Regions from separate parts of the Gossypium hirsutum genome. Here regions 1 and 2 are each linked to region 3. A link is a contact called in public Hi-C data. All regions are on one chromosome and are shown on one strand. Each heading gives the region's core, a stretch centred on a gene start, on an enhancer-like site or on the middle of the called end of the contact. The rest is flanking DNA. Distances are from core to core; before and after follow the strand shown.

Evidence for each region. Hi-C and Micro-C count contacts between places; a contact is called where the count stands out from the background.
Region 1: a contact with region 3 is called in a Hi-C map of hypocotyl, with 4 times the contacts expected there. The contact joins the promoter of LOC107936747 here to the promoter of LOC107908311 in region 3. A contact is called at or near these places in 14 of 34 Hi-C or Micro-C datasets (callus, fibers, hypocotyl and 2 more).
Region 2: a Hi-C map of leaf shows a contact between it and region 3, with 2.2 times the contacts expected there. The contact joins the enhancer-like site here to the promoter of LOC107908311 in region 3. A contact is called at or near these places in 5 of 34 Hi-C or Micro-C datasets (hypocotyl, leaf, petal and 1 more).

What each region holds. Positions count from the first base shown.
Region 1 is chrD02:48,354,004-48,357,936 of Gossypium_hirsutum_v2.1, forward strand. It overlaps LOC107936747 (homeobox-leucine zipper protein HDG2), which reads right to left and starts at 1,740. Exons shown (of 14, transcript XM_041088619.1): 1 at 1,419-1,740; 2 at 1,115-1,287; 3 at 872-999; 4 at 8-231. The coding sequence starts at 976.
Region 2 is chrD02:48,740,636-48,744,490 of Gossypium_hirsutum_v2.1, forward strand. No RefSeq gene overlaps it. Among protein-coding and RNA genes, the nearest start is that of LOC107908309, 8.0 kb to the left of the region's middle. Within about 2 kb of position 2,571, at least 9 of the 9 cell types and tissues checked have an H3K27ac peak or open chromatin away from gene starts, as enhancers often do. A contact at or near this core is called in hypocotyl and leaf, where this site is marked.
Region 3 is chrD02:48,576,952-48,581,015 of Gossypium_hirsutum_v2.1, forward strand. LOC107908311 (vascular-related unknown protein 1) reads left to right here and starts at 2,094. Exons shown (of 3, transcript XM_016835518.2): 1 at 2,094-2,497; 2 at 2,638-2,707; 3 at 2,859-3,205. The coding sequence starts at 2,159. The coding sequence ends at 2,905. LOC107910101 (a long non-coding RNA gene) reads right to left here and starts at 1,696. Exons shown (of 2, transcript XR_005910283.1): 1 at 1,328-1,696; 2 at 1-49.

The sequences.
Region 1 (3,933 bases), core at 490-2,989, 220 kb before region 3:
AGCTTACGCCTCCATTTCTTGGATCTGATGCTGGGTATGGCGATGATAACGCTTCTTTTTGTTGGGACGAGGATCTTGATCGTCTCCAGAGCCACCTAATTCATGATTTTCGCTACCAGATTTGTTTGTACTGTCAAATTCTTCGTCTCTCATTCGAACAATTTCACTTTCAGAAGCGTTTTGGGTCATCTCAAGAGGGTGGAGTTGACCTTCCATCATGTTGTTAGGTTGCTGGAACATTATCTAACAGATCTTTAAGAGTCCGAACCTTATGGTTTTTCAATCTAACATTCATAATCCAAAAAGAAAATCCCGCTCAAAAAACTAAAATAAAAATCCCATCTCCCACATATGGAAAAAAAAAACGAAGGTAGTTCAGGGGGAAAAATGGTAAGCAAAAGGCAAAATCAAAGTAGATTTGAGTGTGCGGATTTATATATGATAAGTAGACTAAATTTATATGCGACAAACGCATGTTTTGGCAGTAATTTGACTAATGAGGAAGAATCAGGGGAGCTAGATTCATGGGAAAAGAAAGGGTTTACGCGTTTCTCAAATACCGAGAAGGATTTTGCTTGGAATAGCAAAATATGACCAAAATCACTTTGAAAAACACATTTTCTTGAGTTCCAAACAGTGGAAAAGGAGAGACAGATTTATTGTTTCAAGTACTGTAATGGGGAGAAAAGATAATACGAGGAAATACCCATTAATCTGTTAAGGTTAAAAAATATGGAAAAAGGGGGAAATCTGAAGAGATTAAGCACAAAAAATGACAACTGCAAAGACTAAGAAGAATCCCTTAGAAATCAGAGATTTGAAACGGTAGGCGATGGATGAGAGAGAAAAATATGGTGTTCTAAGTTCTAACCTGACCAAGAGTAAGTCCTGAGGATGTTCCATAACCACTAACGCTCCCGTTTCCGGTGATCATCGACGGCATGTTTCTCGCCGGGATCATTACTCCGGCTGGCATGATGTTTCAGAATCCCAAAAGCCCTATCCAATGTTTGTTCATATATCAATGTGTTCTTCCTTTTAGCAGCTGAAAGGGTTCTCGTCCCTTCAGCTTATATTATAGTATATTTATCCTTATAGAATATCTGATTCTTACGTGCCAATGTAGGAGCAGGAGAGAATCTATAGAAGAAGAATGTTGAAATGTTGACGATTTTGAAAAATTCCCCTCATATGTAACGTTCCAACCAAGATCACGGAGAATCCAACTATGCCTTCTTTGTCAGTCTCCAAACCAACTCTCTTTCCTTTTCCGTTCGTCGGCTATGTCTGCATCATTTCAGAATAAATAAATAAATAACGTAAGATGAAGAAAAACATAAGGGAATTTTGAGCTTATAAAGGTTGAAAAAAGAGACTGAAACACTGTAGCAAAACTTGGTTGCATATAAATTTTAGACCTAATAAAGTAGAACCCTCGAAAAGCCACAGGGAAAGGAGGAGATACGGATCTGCTTCCAGCCCTCGTTACCTGTAGCTAATGGTTTTCCTGCGAAAGCAGGCTTTACCGTATGAGCTATAAAGGTATATATAAGAAGTAGGTTTTAAGGGGCGTAGGTGTAGGAACAAAGTGACATACGAAGGAGATGAAGTTGCAGAAGATAAAGGAGAAGAAGAAGAAGAAGATGAAGATGAAGAAGATAGAGTGAAGAGATGGAGAAAATTGTGGCTGCCAAAGAGTTAATGCAAAGCGTATTGAGAGGGTGCAATTGCATTTAATGGAGGGAAGCTGTAAACATTGAGAAAGAGATAGAATTTGAGGCTCTTCAAAGGATTAATTTTTTTTTTCAATTCAATTCACCCCCCCGCCCCGAAGAGTTTCACAGTAATGGTGCAACGAATGACGGCTACCAATAACCTTCATAATTTTGGGGTCTTTTTTCTCATCTCTTTTTGTTACCTTTGGATTTATTTACTTACTCTCTTCAACTTCTGTTACGAAATGGGTTTACTTCCATGTTATTATCTCACTTTTTCAGAATGTGAAAATCTCTTTCTTTCATTAATGGTGAAGGGGAAAAGGTTGGCATCAAGTTTTCCTTTTTAATCACGATTTAGATTCCACAGCATGTTTTGAGGGATCATGACATTCATTAATGCTGAAATATATATGTTCTAACTTTATATCCACACAACAAATAAAATTTAAAGATTCTGCACGAAAAATTCTTGGATGTTTAATTTTTTATTTATATAATATATGTATCAATTGCTATTTATTATGTAGTTAAACTTTTTTCTTTATCTAAATAAGAAAACAACTTATTTTTTTACAAATTAGTTTAACCAAAATGTCGAATTAATTTAATTGAATTTTATTTCAATTAATATCGTTAGAAATCCGAAATTGGATAATGTTACTATTATAATATCTTTGAACAATGTATAAAAACAATTAATATTTTGTTTAAGGAACGATGATTTTTTTGAAAAAAAATAATGAATATTTTATGCATATTATTAACATTATTCCTACGTTACACACGAAAGAAAAAATAACATGTTAAAAAAACTATATATTTATCTTTTAAATGACTGATAGATTTAAAAAAAATTATATGATTTATTAGTTTTATTATATTTAAAAAGAGTTAAGCAAGTAATTTATTGAGGAGTGAGTAGGTTTTTGTAATGATTGAGTCTTAGTTTGGTTAGTATTATCATCAATGTAGAAGAACATAAATTTTAATGCGTTAGAGCATGTTTATCTTATTATTTAAAAGTTGGAAGGGGTTAAAAAAAGGAGTGAATAGTTTTTTTAACTTGATTTTGTTTTTTGCCGGAGAAAAAAAAAGAATTTATTTTTTTAAAAGATAAAAAAAAAGGTTACTGAGTAATTTATGACATTTGATGCATTTTAGGTTGAAATTAGTATTTGTAATTGATTTAAATTTATCTTGAATGAAAATTTAGTCAAGTTGATCTCACTAACTTATGTCATCAAATTAAATATTAGTGTAGATATAAAATGTTGAGAATCCTTAAAAGAGTAGCGATTAGCAAAATGTAGTTGCTTTGTTAACGGTATGAATAAATGTGAGAAGGAATTAACATGTAGGTTCCCTTCATTTAATTTGTTATTCTTTAATGCAATTAATTATTGAGGATAAAATCGAATAATCATCTGAATTTTAAGCCATGTAACCATTTTCTTTTTTATAAATGTAGATTATAAATTGACCAAAAAAGTAGGGTTTCAACTTTAATCATCAGAATACCAAATAGAAATTAACATGTTGATTATGATACAAATTTTGGTCTGTGAATAATGTAATAATATGAATTTCAATTAAAATGTCAGTCGTATATAAAAGCCATAAACCATAAATGCTCTTGTAATGCATTTATTATTGTAGAGAAGGTGAAATGTTTAAATACATATATTTATCTATATATAGGTATCATATTCGTGGACACCCAAAGTTATACATACTCTTAATATATTTTTGCAATTAAATAAAGGATTTCGTAAAATTAAAGCTTTCATTATCCCTGGAAAATGATGTAATTCAATACATTTATACATTGACTATGTCGTTGTTGAGATCAACCCAATGTTTAATAATTTACATTAAAAAGGTTTGGTATGATGCACGCCAAGTATAATGATTTTTGCCATCACTACTTGAATATTACATGTATAATGCTAAGGAATGACCTTTTTCCCTCATTTAATGTACCTTGAATAACGAGAAAGACAAACTATTCCAAATATTAAATAAAATCTTATTATAACCTTCTTCCTAAATTTTACTCCGAACTACACATAACTACACATATATTGCATATTTAAATTATTTGTTGTAATTAATGAGTCTCATTAAATTTAATGTAATTGACATTAAGTTACTTTCTTCAATTCTTACGTGAAAAGTGAAAATTGAAGCGGTTAGTAGGAATGGAAACTGGTCGACA
Region 2 (3,855 bases), core at 1,321-3,820, 160 kb after region 3:
ATTTTCGACAAAAAGACAAAAATCAATCAACTCGTGGCTTGACTCTTATTTTAGTCCCCAGCGGAGTCGCCAAGCTGTTGACACCATTTTTTGATAAAACGGGGTCGACTTGGATTAAAAACAATAAAAACGAACACGGGAGTCGCCAACAATCTTTTTTGATGAAGTGTGATCGGGTCACCGAAAAGTGGTTGTTTTTAGTAAACGATTTAATTTTTATTAAAACAACGATTTTGGTCTACGAAATTCAGAAATATGGGTTCGGGAGTCGGTTACGCATGAGGAAGGATTAGCACCCTCAATACGCCCAAAATTGGTACCTAGTTGATTACTTAATGTCTTGGTGTCAAAAATTAAAAAACTCGAAAAGAATTTAAAAATACGATCCCTCTTTATATTGTGTTATTTTAAAATTACTCGAATAAATCAAAATAGAAAATGCCTCCTTATCTCGAAGTAACAAGATGTCACATCCAGTAAGTTAGGACTCGACATCTCGTATTTTGAGAGTAAGCTTGCATTTTATTTTTATTTAAACCTCATTCATTTCAATTTTAAAAGGATATTCGGTTATTTAGGTTCAATACGAGAAAAATCAAAACTCAGTGAGTTAGGGCACGATTTCTTGAATTTTCTAAATATAGAATATTACCTTTATTTTTGAGATTTTAAAAGGATATTTGGTCATTTGGTCCAACGAGAAATCGAAAACCAGCACGTTAGGGCACGTTTTCTCGATTTTCCAAACGTAAAATATTGCCTTATTTTAAAATTATCACTTTAAAGAATGGGTGAAAGTCGATGAAATATCTAAAAATAATACAAGTGTTTTTGATTATTCCTTAAAAGAAATCATTGGAAAACTTTGAAAGGGTCATACGTGGCTAACGATGATATAAAACGTGAATAATAATTTATGAGCAAAATGTTATGTTAATGATTGGCAATAATACGAAAGCAAATAAACAAATTATAACGTACCACACCACATTTTAATAAACAAATAAACGAAACAAAATAATTGAATAAACAAACAAATAAACAAATAAATCGATCACATCACATGCATCATTTTAATACATCAATATTAATAATCCAAGTAAGCGAAACGGAATAATAGAAGACAACTTTATAACTAAAGTCTAAAACAAGTAATTTATGAGATCAATTTGAAATGAATGATAAAAATATTTCAAACAATATAGAAAACTTAAAATGAATAATACGAAAATAGTTTAAAGTAAATAAATATAAAAAAAACCTAAACAGTATTCTTCTTTTCTTGTTAAAAAATATAAAACTTTTAAGACAATACATACGTGGTAATTTAAAGCAAATGATGTAAATAAAAAATGATTAAACATTAGGTAAAACATTTATAATAAATAATATAAAACTTAAAATATATAATGGTAATGAAAGGGCCCCTTTTTTTTTAAAATAAAAATAAAAAAATAAATTAATTGGAATAAGGACGAAGTTGAAATTGGAATGAAAATTAGGGGCTTTAATTGCAAAAAAAAGAACGGGTCGCAAGGGATTAAAATGGCACACGTACGAAGAATGAAGGACTAATTGGGAAATATGCCCCAGTCCTAGAGCGCAACGTTTCAGTGCAAAGGACCATACATGGTCAAAAGACTTGATTGAAGCAGAAACAAAACTCACAGCCCAAATCAAAAAAACAAAGAGTCAGATTGCATTATAGTGCAAAAGCGGAGGGGCTAAATTCAAAAATTACCCATTAAGGGCAAGAATGCTTTGATTTCCCCCTCAAACGGCTCTGTTTTGCAATCCATAAAAGCAAAAACTTTGCTTTCTTTTTCTGCTATTTTATTTTTTGCAAAGAACACCAAAAAAAGGAAAGTTTAACATCATTTTCAAAAAAAAACACAGAGAGTCCCCATGGCCTCTCTCTCGCACAGTCCCCTCTTCCGACTTAAGCTCCTCCGGCGTTCGACTACGCCGCCGTCGACTAGCGACGGGCGACACGACGGGATGGGCTTTGCAGCCCCGTTTAAAAATGTTCGAAGGCTAGGCCGAAGAAAAGGGAACCCGTGCGCATCTCCTGACCCGATCCGACGATGAGAAAAGATCTCCGGCGGCGGCCTGCGGGATGATTCCAGGCATGATTTCTTTCCTTTTCTTTTCCCTTTATTCTTATTATTTATTAAAACCGATTTTGTAGAAGCATGGAACAAATAAAAAAAGAAAATAAAAAGAAACGGAAAACAGAGGAAAAAAGGGGAAACAATCAGATTTTCCCTTTTCAAATATTTGTTCTGCCTTTTTTATTCACTAGTGCGCGTTCGTAAAAAGAAGAAGAAGATTACAAAGGTGAAATTTCGGCTTTTATAGCCGATCTAAACAACTCTTGATGTCTATTTTTTTGTTGTTTTGCGATTTGGCTGCTTCTTTCTGTTGCGTGTTTATTGCTCTTTGCAGGTGACAGAGGTGTCAGAGCATGCGGAGGAGAGGCGGCTAGGAGCGGTGACAGCCAGGCATGGCAGAGGAGGCGAAACGGCGCTGGGGGCATGCGGCGCCAAAAAGGGTTAGGGAACCCTAGGGTTTTTTTCTGACTTTGTTTAATTTTTGGGCTTAGTTTGGATTAAGGGTTTTGGGCCATATTGGGCCATTGTAATGGATTATTTAATTATTTTAATTTTGGCTGTTTTGCTGGTATGGCTCAGGCAAAAATTAGGCTCTACAATTTTTATAATTTTAAAATATTAAATCAAATTTTTATCATTTGTAAGAGTTAAAAAGTGCAATTTTACTTTTATTAAATTAAAATTTAAAAAGATGTAAATGAATTTTTTTCTATTTTAGAAACTTAAATTCCAAATCCTTTCTCTCCAAAGCCCAAATTCTATGCTTTTAGATGGGTTGGGCTCTATAATTACAAAATTTTTAAAAATATATTATTAAATGGGTCAACGAGTTTGATTAAACATTGGCTCAGGATCTTTTCAAGTTCCTTGTGCAGGGTTAAGATTTTTTCTACATTAATAATAATATTATTAAAATTCTATATATGTGAAAATTTTATTTATCAAAATATTCTTCGTTAGGACTACTTTTACACTTATGGGTGTCAAGTTTAGTGTAGTATCAAATCAACACACTAAAACTTATGAATGTAGATTTCAAGTTTAAGGCTTGGCCAACATATTTATTTTGTCATTGGTTTAACCAACTACATTTAGTGAAAATCCGCTCCTATGGTTGTCGACTTCCACTCTATAACCGCTTCCCTATTTTCTTCTCACTCTAAAATCTTCTCATACTTTTTAACTCTCAAGCTCACCAACTTTCCAACCCTACAAAAAATGAAATTCTTTTATTCACTTATATTTTAAGGAGAAAATAACCAGCCACATCGTCCATTACGCCCTCAACATGATAAAATCTCCTAATTATTTTTTAATAATTTTTAATATTGTAGAAATATATTTAAGATTTTTCAAATTTTAATATTATTTTTAATGATTTTTAGCAGCCAATAGATTGAACTCTCTGGGCGCAACACAATTTACACTTCTCAAATCTCAATCCTCGTATCTAACAATGCTTAAAGGATGTTAGTTTATTTGTGGCATCTAAGATGAAAAAGTTCCATGTCATTCCAAAATTAGTTTCCACCTTAGTGGAAAGATTGAAGCTAGAAACCATTACATTCTATTTCTCATGCGAGCAAGTCATCATCATGCCACAAGATGTCACCTTAATAACTAGCCTTACAATCAACGAGAGGTAATGATCGGTCTGAGTGGCATCGATTCAAAGTCAATGTGCATGCAGTTGTTGAGTGTTGTTTAGTCAAGGTAAATGTTGAATGATTTAAATGGGTGCTAA
Region 3 (4,064 bases), core at 844-3,343:
ATCACACAACGGTCTTGTAAGTGCTGAAAAAGTTGGGTGCTCAATAGCCCTGCAAAAAAGTATGATATCCTTGAAATAACTAAACAAATAATATTGCTTAACATCCATATCTCAAACATTAAGCACCTCAGGATAAACTGCATTTGAAATTCAATTAGCATAACTCAAACATCCATATCATTCATTAGCAGGAGCCTAGGAGGAATTGCAATGGAATACACTATTTGCTAGTATGCTTAACATAAAAGAATCTACTGTCTCCATGAAAAAAAAGATTATTTAGTGCACCACTGGTGAAGCTAAAATCTCCACATGGGACGCTACTAATCTGCTACATGCTTATTAAGTACATGATTACTATCCTATATGCAAGCCAAACAACCGAGACAACCACAAAAGACTCAAAGAAAAGTAGGCGAAAGAAGGTGAAAGACATGGGTGGTGAAGGAAGCTCCAGGCAGTCCAGAACCACCCAAGAGTCGGATACTCTGTCCAAGGCAGGGTCCCTAATCAGTTGTGATTCAGAGTTTGTAGAAGGGGAGGGTAATTGAAATGGAGAAATTCCTGATTTTCTTTTTCTCTGTATGTAAACATATTGGTTGCTAGACCATCTTTTTGCTTTAGTGGAAATCAAGAAAAGTGTTGTGAAACTAGTAGGCAAGAAGGAAACAACGAAGCAAGATGATATAAGGAAGCAGTTGAAGGTAAAAGCTATTATAATTGAGAGAAGAGATAAAACATGCACTGTTTATATACGAACCAAGTGTATTCAAAACTTCTCATGAAAGAAAAAATACCAAATATTCTTCTTTTTCTCTCCATTTTCTCTTCTTATCTGGTCTCTAAAATTGGAATCAAAGCTATAACAATTCCACTCAAAAAAGGGCAAACACTAGAAACACAAAATCCAAATCCTAGTAATATAAACTGTCACCAAGAATTTACTGGTATTTCATCGGTGCCTTTTTCATGCATTTTTAAATGAACCCAAAGCATCCCTTCAGAAAAAAAAAGATTCACTCTCTCAAGGCAGTGGATCAAAAACTCAGAAATCAAAAGGAAGAAACAAAAGAAGCCTGTTGCAGAAATACCGATATCATTGTAATTCAGCAAAAATAAGCAAGATCTACTAACTGAAGCTTTAAAGGTAGAAATGTTGAGATTTTTATAGTGAAAATAGCAAGAAAATTAAAAGGGAAAGCTTCCCTTCTTCCCATTTCTGGAAAATCCAGTTAAAACATTTTACACCATTTTCATAAAAACTTAAAGCTTTTGGGTGACTCACCGACAGATCTATAGAGCAGAGAGATGGAGAAGGAAGATGAACCTGAGAGACAGAGATGGCGAGGCAGAGATGAGGAGGAGAGGCGGAAGCTTTGAGGAATGAAAAATGTCTGCTGCTTAGAAGAGAATGGAAAATGTCTGCTTAGAGAAGAATGGAAAATGTCTTACCAATTTTGAAGCCGTAAGACATTTTCCAGATGAATGGGTTTAATTTTACTGTGTTTTGGAAAATGTTTTACTAAAGGATTTCATTTTCCCCAAACAAACATCGGAAATGATGTAAAATGTTTTCCGAAAACCATTTTACAGCAAACAAACGCACCCTTAATCTCAAAGCCCATTCAATCATATGGATGTATGAAGTTGAACAAGTGAGTGGAAGTTAACAATTTCTTGACACGGTTATAAGTGTTGATTTAATTAGCATTTTTTTTATAAATTTAAATTTACATTTGCTTCTTTTTATTTAACAAAAACAATTAACCTTACTGCTTTTGGGAGAGAATAAACTATGATTTATTGTTGCCAGAATTTGTAATTGAGATGGTAAAATGAATTTAATGATATAATTAGTCATATCCAATATTAAGTATAGTTTACGTTTGCTTAATTCAATGTAAATATACTTTTATTTAATGTTGGTTAATATGACAAAATTACGTTGCAACCGCTGCTTTTGACTTCCATTGGCCCACCTTGGCCACACCAACATTCTACATTTTGGTTTCACTTTTCTCTCTTACTTTTTATAATTCTATTTATATATATATATATATAAATAGCCATTATTAAGTGCTTGTCGACCTTGTTTTGTGCCTAAAGAAATAAAGCTAACCTTCCATCCACGTATCTCTCTCATCTTGTTTGTAGATCAATGGAGGAGAAGTCTATTACTTCATCTATACGTAAATCTGTAGGTTCCAAAGGAACAAGAAGCAAGGAGTTCTCAGATGAAGAAAGTGGGTGGACTACCTACTTTGAAGATTTATCAAATCAACCCAAAACTTACTCTTCTACTTTCAGTTGTGGCTCTTCCTTGATCTCTGATGCCGCTACTGCACCCAAAATCTCCCACCATAACCATCATGTTTCCGCCTCCTCTTCTTCGCCCAAACCTCCCAACATATTAAGGTTCAAGCAAACAAGAACCACAGAAATCTGTGAGGATCATTCTTTGGAGGATACTGCTAGTTCTCCTGTCAATAGTTCCAAGGTAATTTTTTAGTTGTAAACAACACTTGTGTGTTTTTTTAAGCTATAATCTTCGTTTTGAATCTTTTTTCTTCTTCTTCTTCTTGATATATATGTAATGGTCTGACTCTGATGAGTTTACTTTTCATAATCTTTTAGTAGGGTAGTAACTTCAAATCACACGATATGAATCCCAGGAAAAGAGAAGAAGATCAAATTCATAGTTTCCCTGGTAATTAAATCATGATGATCTAATTGCTTTGTATATATTTAAAGAATATTTGTGAGAGGGCTCCTTCTGTTTAAGTTGACCTAATTTAAAAAAAGAAAGAAAAAGAAAAGAGTAGAAGTTGAACTAATATGGGAAATTGGTGATATTATAGGTGAAGGAAATTACTGGTTCAGAAATATATCCAGAGATTCAGATTGAAGAAGAAGAAGAAAATTGAAAATGGGATGAAGAATAATGATTGCAGAGAGTTAAAGAAAAGAGGGCTGTGTTTAGTTCGTTCGTCAATGTTAGTTAACTATTTTGTATAGTTAATTAATACTCAACATTTCATCATTGAATCCCACTAATTTCTTCATCTTCCACCAACTCCGTATATATACAACTTTTGAGATATATGATTGTACAAATAATATATATTGGTTTATTACAATTTGAGCACCCCCTTTCTTAGTTCTCCATCAGCTTCTCACCTGAGAAAGTTACATGGTGGAGAATGATGTGAACCTCATTGAATTATCAGGTAAGATATAGTAATATTTGGTAAATATATATTTGTGTTACTAATACGATATATGTATAAATTAACATAATTATTTTAAGAACAAAACAATCTATCCTTTTTCGATTTTATAAGGAAATTCAACAAAAATGTTTATCAATAATTATTAGCATGTTCGACTACGTGCATGTTGATTAAGTCATTCCGAATTTGAAGTCTCACCAAGACGTGACCCTTGACAATAAATATTAACATAATATTATTCGTCAAACCAAAAAGAACAATTCACTAATCATATTAGAACACAAATACGTAAAACTTACGGCTAATTATTTGTTTATTATTATGTCCGCAAAGAACAGGTGGTCCTGCTCGTGACGCGATAATAGTTGACGTGTCATCTAAATTAAAAAATAAAATATTTTAATTATTGTTAAGAAACTAACGAAGTCTTGGTTGTAGGTTGATGATTTGACATTGAGTATTTAAATTTTAGTTTGTGTATATATTTTATAACTCTATCCAATTTTATTTTATTTTAAACGGTCTGATTGTCCTTGTACTCTATTTTCAAAAAAACAAATTTAAAAACTATCAAGTGTAATATAAAATTTTATGTTAATATGAAATTAATAATTTTAAAATTCACATTATGATAAATTAAGTTCTTACCGTTCACAGTTTTTTTTGGTTAATTTGGTTTTTATTCCTTTTTTAAAGTTAAATTTAGCTGTCAATTTTTAAAAAAGATTCGAATTTGACCATTTACCTTCCAAAAGAGTTAAATTGTTGTTTTTAATCGAAAAACTGACTAAAACATTAAATTTTTTAACATAGCAACCTATATGGCAATCAACG